Linked DNA regions of Mus musculus: region 2 is linked to region 1. Evidence: chromatin contacts called from public HiChIP or PLAC-seq data. All regions are on one chromosome and are shown on one strand. Each heading gives the region's core, a stretch centred on a gene start, on an enhancer-like site or on the middle of the called end of the contact. The rest is flanking DNA. Distances are from core to core; before and after follow the strand shown.

The links. HiChIP or PLAC-seq counts read pairs in DNA pulled down with a chosen protein or histone mark.
Region 2: a contact with region 1 is called in an H3K27ac HiChIP or PLAC-seq map of large pre-B cells, with 3 times the contacts expected there. The contact joins two enhancer-like sites. A contact is called at or near these places in 1 of 484 Hi-C or Micro-C datasets (bone marrow-derived macrophages), 2 of 115 datasets of contacts at active chromatin or transcription factors (embryonic stem cells and large pre-B cells) and 1 of 9 other capture datasets (embryonic stem cells).

The regions. Positions count from the first base shown.
Region 1 is chr9:61,165,934-61,171,080 of GRCm38.p6, reverse strand. No RefSeq gene overlaps it. Among named protein-coding and RNA genes, the nearest start is that of I730028E13Rik, 30 kb to the right of the region's middle. Within about 2 kb of position 1,985, at least 49 of the 459 cell types and tissues checked have an H3K27ac peak or open chromatin away from gene starts, as enhancers often do.
Region 2 is chr9:61,663,354-61,668,500 of GRCm38.p6, reverse strand. No RefSeq gene overlaps it. Among named protein-coding and RNA genes, the nearest start is that of Gm34770, 4.6 kb to the right of the region's middle. Within about 2 kb of position 2,215, at least 93 of the 459 cell types and tissues checked have an H3K27ac peak or open chromatin away from gene starts, as enhancers often do.

The DNA.
Region 1 (5,147 bases), core at 736-3,235:
CATCATCGCCTTTATCATCCTTTTCCCTACAAAGGGAGGGGGATGCATAGGCCAAGAAGATGGTTCAGCAGCTAAGGCACTTGCTGCCTAAGCAGTCAGTGTGAGGATCAGAGTTCAGGTCCCCAGAACCCATGTAAATGCTAGGTGATCATGGCGGCCCTCTTGTAATTTCAATGCTTGGAAGATAGACAGAGATCCCTGGAACAGACTGGCTAGCATGACTAGCCATACTGTCAGTCCCTCTTCAGGGAATAAAGGTCAGAGCAATGTGTAGAAGACTCAAGAGATCAATCTCTAGCCTCCACGCACAGCACATACTTGTGCCCACATATCTGTGAACACATATGCACATAGACTGCACACTTATTCATGAAAAACAAAAGCAAAAGAGTAGGTCATGCCTCCAAGAGCCACAAGGCTGTCCTGGGCTAGGGGACATCTGATCAGCTGTCTGCTACTGTATGGAGGCTGAAGGTGGGCATGAGGCTTTGAGAAGCTCCAAACTACTTAGAGAGTTGTCCCACTATCTGGAGAAATAGAACTTGTTCCTGTGCATTTATTCTAAAACCATTTTCTAAGGAAATTTCTCATAGATTTTTTTTTCCTAGCTTTTTCCTAGTACTTTGCCAAAGGCCTTTCCCATAATGCTGACTTGCATTCTTGTTAGTAAGCCCTGCCGGCCACCCTGCGCTGTAACACAGGATGCCCTCAAGACCTGGGCTGGTTGTGCTCAGAACCATGGGCAGCTCCTGGTGGCCGAGAGCAGCTCTGTCTTAGTGTGGCTCAGACTCCATGACCCTCCCCCCACCCCCCTAGAAGCAGGCAGTGTATTAAGTCACCACGGCCTGTACCTCCCTGAGCCAATAAAGATGCAGTTCTTGGATGAGTAGCAGGTATCTTTGGCTAGAGAAGCAGTGGGATAGGGAAAGGCAGGTCTTGGCTTTGGGGGCTGCCTTTGTTGCCAACAGACTCAACCCATCCTGGTAGACTCAGGTTTAGAAGTTGGAAGTGACCACAGGTGGCCTTGAAGTGAACTCTCCTTGTCATCACTGGAAACATTCTGGAACCTCGGGAGAAGATACCGGCACATGTAAGTGGCATACGTATGGAAAAGTCTTACATCTGATCTAGGGTCGTAAGCCCCTGCTTCCACATGGTGAGTTTCCCCCGCTGCTCAGCCTTGAGTGTGGGTCCCTCTGATCTGCAGAATGGCCTGTATCTCAGTGTCTATTTTTATCTATAAAAATAGTTGTTTCAAGCTGAGACCTTGGATGAAGATGTGGGGAACATGTGCATCAAATTTGCAGATGACTCCAAGCTGGAGGAGCTGACAGATTTAGAGTCTGGGATGATCTCGACAGTGGAGAATGTTGGGTCAAAAGCAAGCAGATGAAACTCAGCATCAATAAATCTAATGTCTCGAACACGGTTTCCAAAACGAAATTGCACAAGGGCAGTGTGAGGGAGACCTGGCTTGCCTACAGCTCTCATAAAGATCAAGAGGTTCTAAAGTCTGCCTCAAGTTCAACATGAGCCAGCTGAGTGATAGGGCAGGCTCAGGAGGGAAAAGGAACCTAACCAAACACCCTAATAAATGCTTATTATTCATTAACCCTTGGTGATGTAGGGAGGGAAGGATGGCACGGTTGACCTCCATGTTAGGCCCAGAGTAGGGGGCGGACAACAAAATGAGTGGTACTTACTGAGAACTTCCCATGCACCAAGAAGCGCCTTAGTTCACACCATCATCACTTATGAGGACATGGGCCAAGGCACAGGGTACAATGACAGCCCCCAAAGCCACTGCCCTATGGGTGCCTCGTGGGTGGTGGACCCATGCTCTGGACCTCCTTGCTGTCTGTCCGTTAGACACCTTGTCTGCTTTCTCTTCCTCATTTTACAGATGTGGTGACCAGACCGGACGTGTGAAGACTACGCGTCTGCAGTCACAGGGGGTGAACTGCAGACTCAGGCTCTCGTGGGAGCCTCTCATCTGTGCCTCCCTGTCCTATCTCCTGGCCAAAAGCCAATGCCACAGGGTAGCCAGGTGCTAACCCATAAGACTAAGACTCAGGGTTCTAAGGCATTTCCTGTGGCTCTGCTCAGGGGAGTTTCATCCACTTTGCTTCTTCAGATGTGAGAGTGCATGGGATTAGCGCTTTTCCTGTCAGAGGAAGTCTCACCTGGAGCACTTAACTGAACCTTAATGGGGCACTCCTACGAGAGAGCCATGAGACCCTCTGCGAGGGATCTCCTTATGTTCGTCAACATTTAAAATCGTTACCCATTTAAACTATGGAAGCCCATTTTTTAGCCCCCCTCCACTCTTGCATCTTCCTAACTTGCTACAGTAAACTAAGTTTTCAATTTAAGAAATCATCAGTTGAGTGCCTATATATGAACATGTGTACATATATGTGCATGTATGTATATATGCCAGCATCCTGGAGGTTTTGAGTGAGCAATTTTTCAGAGAAACTTCACAGAAACTCCACTATTATCATTTCATCATGAGGGAATTAGTTTTAAAGGGTGTCCAACTGGACCCATTTGCCCAGAACTGAGTAGTCTCTGGGGACACAGGTCTTACCACTGTAAAAAGCCAAAACCAAAGCCCAAAACATCTCCCTGCTCCCCACAAAAAACCCCAAACCCAACAAGATGGTTTGGGGCTGAGGAGCCAACTTAGTCAGTAAGTGTTTGCTATGCGAGCATGAGAACATTAGTCCAATCTCCTGTGGGCCATAAGCACACATCCATCTACGGTCCTTGCACAGACAAGCAGATAGAGCCCTTGAGCCTGCTGGGCAGCCTGCCTGGCCTACTTGATTAATTCCAGGCCAGCAAAAGATCCTGACTCAAAAAACAAGGTGTATGGCATCTGAGAAATGACACCCAAGGATGTCATACCCTACACACACACACACACACACACACACACACACACACACACACACACACACACACAGGTTTAAGTCTAGGCAAACTGGGACAGGGTAGTCACCTTAGGCTTAGAGAAGTTAATTACACAGGAAATAGCTTTAAAACCAGTTCCCCTGATACTAAGTCAATACAGATACAGAATATAAAATAAAGTCACTAGGCCTGGAGACCCTCCTGCTTTTATTTCTGTATTTTCAGTTCTAGGTCAGGAGACCAAGTTCCCAAATGAATGGAGAAGAATGTCTTCTCCCTGGGGTTGTCCTGAACCTGCTGGTTTCAGATAGCTAGAACGGTGCTCAGGCATCCGGGACAAGTTTGTTCCCACCGTCTCTCCCTCTCACGCTGCATGGAGAGCAAGCTGTGTCTCTGAGACCAGGAACGATGGGCACAGGGTGGGAGCATGACAAGCCACTCAGCTGTCGAACGGGAAACAGATTTGCAAGTCATAGTTTGAGATGGACATTGGCCAGCTAGGCTGTGCTAGCCTATCAAGGGAACATGACCATGGAGGCAGGAACCCAAGAATAAATGGAGACAGTGGTTTTCCAAAGTTGTGAGAAAGAACATACGCTACTGTGAGGCTGCAGAGACCCAAAACTAGGGGCAGAGAGACAGGGTGACCAGGTGCAGGGGATCCTGTAAGGTCCCGGATAGTGAGGGAGAGACTGGCTAGGCAGACCTCAGCTCCTTTCCCATCCTGGGACCCTCTAGAAGATGTTGGCTCCCTTCCCCACAACTGTAAATATTTGTACATTCCCAAGTTATAAAGTGAGCTCTTGGCTTACAAGGGTCACGATGATAGGCCTGTTCAGGAAACAGTTTGTTCAGTGTTTCTTTAGGCCGATTTTCTGAGACTCCTTGTCATCTATGTTTGGAGTGGACACAAGACGCCCCCCCCTCTCTCTCTCTCTCTGTGTGTGTGTGTGTGTGTGTGTAAGGAGGACTGTTGAGGGAAAAGAGACACAAATAGTCTTTAAGAAAGCAGAAGCCAGGCAGGCAAGGACACTTCCCCTCCATGGCCTGAGATGTCAGAGAAGAGTTCTGTCTCCCCCATCTCCACCCCCCAAGGAGGAGGTCCAGCTGGAGGGTCTTCGGTTTTCTGTCCTGGGGCTTTCTGAGGTGAAGGGGAGGGGAACTGGAAGGAATCTCCTGCTCCCTGCAGGAAAGCGACAGCCCTTAGTTCAGCTAGTTCTCTACCTAGGGGTGGGGAAGACGAGGAGATCCTAGTGGTGAGTGATGTGGGGGAACCCCAGGACCTGCTATAGGGTAGAGTGGGAAGATGACACAGTGTAGAGTGGAAAGTGGGAGAGGACACCATTTTCCCTGAGGGTAACAGTATGCTTTATTTTACTTAATATTATTTTCTATGTTTAATATGTGTGGGGGGGATGTTACATACAAGTGCAGGAGGTCACAAGGCACCAGGTTCCCCTTGGAGCGGGAGGTATGTGAGATGGGTGCTGAGAACTCAACTCAGATCCTCTGGAAGACAGCCATCTCTGCAAGCTCTGCAGAATGCTACTGGCTAAGTGCATCTTGTTTCTTCCATTCTAGCTTCTCATCCATCTGTGACCCCTCCTTCCTCCTCTCTAGTGAGTGCCTTCTGTACTCAGTGGTATGTCCTTTCCCACACTCTGTTTCCTTGGGCCAGAATGCTTTGTCCCTGCACTCTCTAGTTCCATTATCTGAAGACAAATATTACCTCACAGGGCTCTGGTAAGTTTTAGACACTGAATTGGTATGGGGCCCTTGGTACAAGACCAGGGTTTCTGTTGTGATTCTATGAGGAGAGCCAACTTCTATTCGTCCTTGGGGATTCTGAGTCACCTCCATGAAGCCTGCCTTGTCCTCCTCAAAGCTTCTGTTTTTTTCTCTTGGTTTCCTCTCTACCTGTAGGACCGAGTGACAATTGTTTCAGGATGTTTTGTTGAAGTTAGCAGCCTGCATGGTGTTCAGTTAGCATCTGACTAGATTTGTGACCTCCTCAGTTCTGTCCTTGGATGCCACCCCAGTGTCTGGCACCTGGCACAAGCTGAGGGGAGTGAGGGTTTCCTCAGAGTTGCTGTCTGGCCATCTCAGGGGTCAGCCTGAAGCTCTGACTGGGGTGGGGTTTTCTCTACCTCCAGAGCTCCACTGCTGGCCTAGGAGAGGTGATCCAGTTGGTGAGGGCTGGTCATGCACACATGAGTACCTGAGTTCAGATC
Region 2 (5,147 bases), core at 966-3,465, 500 kb before region 1:
CACAATGACACAGCATCACCCAGACAAGAGCCTCCCTGGTTTCAAATGACCTCTGCAAGCCCATTTGACTCACAATCACCCTCTTTCTCATTCTCTGAAGTGTCATCCTTTGACCCCAACTGAAAAAAAAAAAAAAAACCAATCCCTTATTTCCCACTCATTAAGAACACAGGTCTGGGCAGAAGCTAACACTGTAGTACACATTAGCCAACTAGATGACAAAATCTATTTCTTTCCTCAGAAATTCTTTATCCCTTCTCCTAAACTCATGATTTAACCCCTTACCAAAGACTTACATTAACTAGCTGTAACTTCAGCTCCAGGGAATCCAATACCTTCTTCTCTCCACAGGCACCTACACACACACACACACACACACACACGTATAGATACACACATGTAGTAAAAAAAAAAAACTTAACACATAATAAGGTAATGCTTTTATTGCATGTGATGAGTTTTGTTAGGGCCACTTGGACAAAAATAACCATAAAAAGCACAATGTCTTTAGTCCTGGATGCCTGGGGCGATGATCTTGGACATAATTGAGAGGTCATTGTTTTGAGCTAAGCTTCTGGGTCGGGTGCTAACAGTGACAAATGGAATAACAATAAAAAGACTTCACCTAGCTTCCCATTCTTGTGGGTTTCTTGTAGAATTTTTCATGAAATTTGTGAGTGAAGATGCTGTACCTTAAATAAGACAAATTCCAACCCCCACTCTCTGCTTCCCTGACCTTGAACTGTACAGTTAGCTCTTTTAAAGAGCTTCGTGTTTCTCATTTGCATACCTGGAGCTAAGCTAGCTCACTGTGGTGGCTCACTCATTCAACCATTTTGCTTTTGCTTTTGTTTTTAAAGTGCCTGCAGTCTTAGCCAGCACCATGCTGCTGTGGTATTGAGGGAACTTGCCTGGGCACGCAGGGGCTTTCTCATATAGCCACAGAAGGACATCTTTGCTGGTCATGGTTGGAGGGCAGCAGGGGAAGGCCAGATTGTGAACATTTTCCAGCTTTAAAAATGGCTCTGGACAAAGCATAAGCCTGGGCATAGCTAGATTAAAGCTAGGCTTGATTGGCCTGCGGCCATTCTCCTCCTCTTGAGAGAGGGGTTAGTGACTCTTTGGAGCTGAGGTCTAACATCCCACCACTTTGAGAAGGAGGTTCTTTCAATGTCCACTTGACTCAGCCTTGATTCTGGAGGTTCTTCCTGAATGCTCCTTCAAAGGCCTATCTTCCCTCCACAGCTTGCTGTTCCTCTTGCTTATATGGAGCTGGGTGTCTCAGATCTCAGGCTGGATTCAAGAACATCCTCAACCCGCTTTCCTGAGGGCAAAGTATGAGCTCAACAGCCTTTGGCAGCACCCATGACAGGTGCATCACAGACCAGCCAAAGACACCGCAATCCTACAGGCAAAGGAACTAGGACAGGGTCCCTCCCTTTCTAGGCTGGGGACTGGTAGAGTGCCTGAGGAGTGAGCCTGAAGATCTGAGTTCTGTCTCCAGCTGAGTGTTGTGGCATGTGCATGCAAAACTAGTGCAGAGGAGGCAGAGGCAGGGGGATTCCTTGGGCTGGCTGGCCAGCTGGTCTAGCTGAATCAGTGAGCTTCAGGTTCCAATGAGGCCCTGGTTCATTATTAACAGCAAATAAAAACAAGTTGGACGTCTTCTGAGCAACAACACTTGATACTTTAGGTTGACTCCTGATCTTTAGATATATATACACACAGAGACACATACATACAAAGAGACATACACACACATACACACACAGACATACACACAGACACACACAGACACGTACACACAGACACACTCACAGACACATATACACTCAGAGACACACACAGAGACATACACACACAGAGACACATACACAGAGACACACACACACTCACAGACACACACAGACACACACACACACACACACACACACACAGTCTGGACTGGAGGCTCCCAGACTCAAGCTCTCATGGAATCAATCTAATGAGCCCCATGAACACAGATGTCTGAGCCTTCCTTCATTTTCCCCACCTTGCAGCTGGCCTACAGCTTTGCAGTGTGAGCAAACTCCTCAGCTGACTCTGATGCGGGAGCTTGGAGCAAGGCTCTGACGCTCAGTGGTTATCAGAGGGAGAAGGAAGCCCTGAGTCTTCCTGGGCTGGCCTGGCTGTGGTGGGACAGAGAATGCTAGTGGTGGGGACTGATATCTCTTCTGCGAGGACGTGGCAGGATGTGGTTGACCTTAGCGTCCTGTGCAATAGGGAGCCAGGGGACTCAGGGAGAGACTTGGCAGCAGGCTCAGCCAGCATGCTTCTGAGTGCTCGATGGGAAATGAGAGGTGAGCAGAGCTCTGCCTTACCTCCCTTATGAGCCTTAAACTGACACTTTACTTCTTGAAGTCTTGGTGCATCAAGGAGTAAGAAAGAGACATTTGCAAGTATGCCAAGAGGAACTTATGAAGTTGCATGTACAAATAGCCATCTCCCTTATGGAGAAGGGCTTCTTTCAGTGGAGTGATAGTCCCTGCCAAAACATCCAAAGGTCAAGAGGTAGAGTCCTGCCTCAAGGTCGGGCATAGCCAACGACTTAGTCCTCCTGGAGTTGGCATGGCCGAAGCTTGCTCAGTTTGCCAACAGTGGGGCTTCCTGGACTCCTTTCTTAGAAAGGCTGAAGGCTTTGGAAAGAGAAGTGTCCTGGCATAAGGTGGCATGGGACAGCCCACTTGAATTTTATCACCATGCTGCTCTCCTTGTTTGTTTCAAGATGCTCAAAGGAAGGAAGCAGGGGCTGTGGAAGACCTCTCATCAGACACAATACTCTTCCTTGGATTTATTTTTCTCTGAGTTTATCAATCAATTGGGAAACCATCTCTGTTACCTATTGTGTAGAGAGCCCTGTGCTATGTGTGGGAAAACGAGAGGTTGGAAATAAGCCACTGGTTGGTCCCTAGTAGAGAGATGCTCAACAGGCCAGTTGGGAAGATAACGTGTGCATGAGAAGTGAGGGGTGGGGAGATAATGGTGATGCTGCTGATGATGCTGATAATGCTGATGGTGCTGATAGTTACAGGAACAGTAAATAGGAAGAATGAAAATGATGGTCCTGATATTCTCCCACATGCGTGCATGCGGCTACCCAGTCCACAGAGCATGCTTGTCACCAGTATCTTACTTGATGTTCAAAAGTTTAAAAAAAAGGAGGGGGTAGGGTGTTGGGGAGATGGCTTAGCCCGCCATTAAAACCAGGCATGATGGTGAGCACCTGTAATCCCAGAGCTGGGGACGCAGAGACAGCAAGATCCTTAGGAATCACTGTCCTCCTTGCAGAACTGGTAAGCCTCAGTTTCAGGGGAAATCATGTCTCAAAAAACAAGATGGAGAGCGGTAGAGGAAGACACGTCTGATGTCAACCTACATGTGCATGCACACACATGTACTTGGGCTTTCATATCATGAGCATACACACACACACACACACACACACACACACACACACACACACACTTTTTAAAAAAAAAAAACAACTGAGTCGTAATTGTACTGAAGGCCAATCTATCTCTGAGATGAAGAACGAAACGGCTGAGTTGGTCTGGGCTGCTTCCTATTGCCTTAAGGGTGCCATCCCTGAGAGATGATCTCTAAATCCTCTTTACACAAAACCTGGCATCAGAGCATCACAAGAGCAGACGCCTTGTGGAAAATGAGTGTTTCTAGGCCTCCAGGGCTCATGGCTCTGGTGACCTGACAAGCAATGAGTGGATTTAGACAGGAGTGTGCTTGGAAGAGAGAGGTGGAGCTGGGGGTGAAGGCAGCTCCTGGCAGGAAGAGACCTGTGGTCAAGAACTGGGATGAGTGTCCAAGGTGTGTCAGGAAGGAGCCAGACCCAAGTCTGATGGGAAGAGGTATCAAGAAGACTGCCTGCCTGTGCGTCAGAAGAGACAGGCCGAAGACAGTTTCTTCCCAGTGGCTACTGTACATCTCTTCCTTGTGTTACAGGAGAAAGGCCACCAGTTTCCCCCTGATACCCTTGTCCTTTCCAACCACAGGTCCATTCATACCGAAATCGAGGAGTAACCAAACTTAAAAGAGGTCTGCAATCAGAGCCCAGAGGCAGAACCCGTCCCTTGGACTTTTCTGAACCCGTCCCTGAAACTTCACAGGGCTGTTGAAAGCAGAAGCGCATCAGGATAACAGCAGCTCTGACTCACAAGGGTCACATCAAAGCTTCGTGGCAAGCAGACGTGGGCAAGAACTGTGTGTGAGCTGAGTTTTCCTGACACTCTCTGAGACTCAGGGCCCCTCTGGGCAACCTCACTGTGGAAAGAAGTGTGTGGTTGCTAGAGAGTGTGTGACTCATACTGTGGGCAGGGTTTGGGAACCAAGATAGAGCCGTGTTTGCTGTGAGCTCAGGCATATCTGAGGCCATTGGTTATCCAGTATTTATTCATTCATCTATCCAAGCATCCATCCAAGCATCTAAGCATCCATCCATTCATCCACCCACCCATCCATTCATCCACCAGTCTACCCATTTATCTACCATCAATTTATCAATTATCCATCCATCCATCCATCCATCCATCCATCCATCCATCCATCACTCATTTGGAACTGTCTGAATTATCACTCTATCTTTTCCTGGCACAGAGACTGCACATAGTATGTGATTATAATATTTTGTGAACAAATAAATGAATGGTTGGGTGGATGGATGATGAATTGATGGAAGGATGGATAGATAGATAATAGATGATCGATGGATGAACAGATGCATGAATAGACAGATGGATGAATCTTGGCTAACTGATGGCATTAGTTCAAGCTCTCAGATTCACATGGTGGCAAAGGAGAGCTGAATCCCTAAAAGTTGTCCTCTGACTTCCACAGGTGCGCTATGGCAATGCCCCATCCCTATGCCATACATAATAAATAAAAGTAGTTTAGAAAACAGTAACAACAATAAAAAGCTTATTTTATCAGAGCAGGACTCCAGCTCCAAATACTATTATAATGGTAATTAAGTTTCAGAGTATAAATTTGGGGATACACATTTTGATCACGACATGAAGCACATAGAGGTATAAAATCTGGTGGACACTTTAGTACGATCGTCATTTTAATAGCCTTGTTCTTCAATCCATGAACAT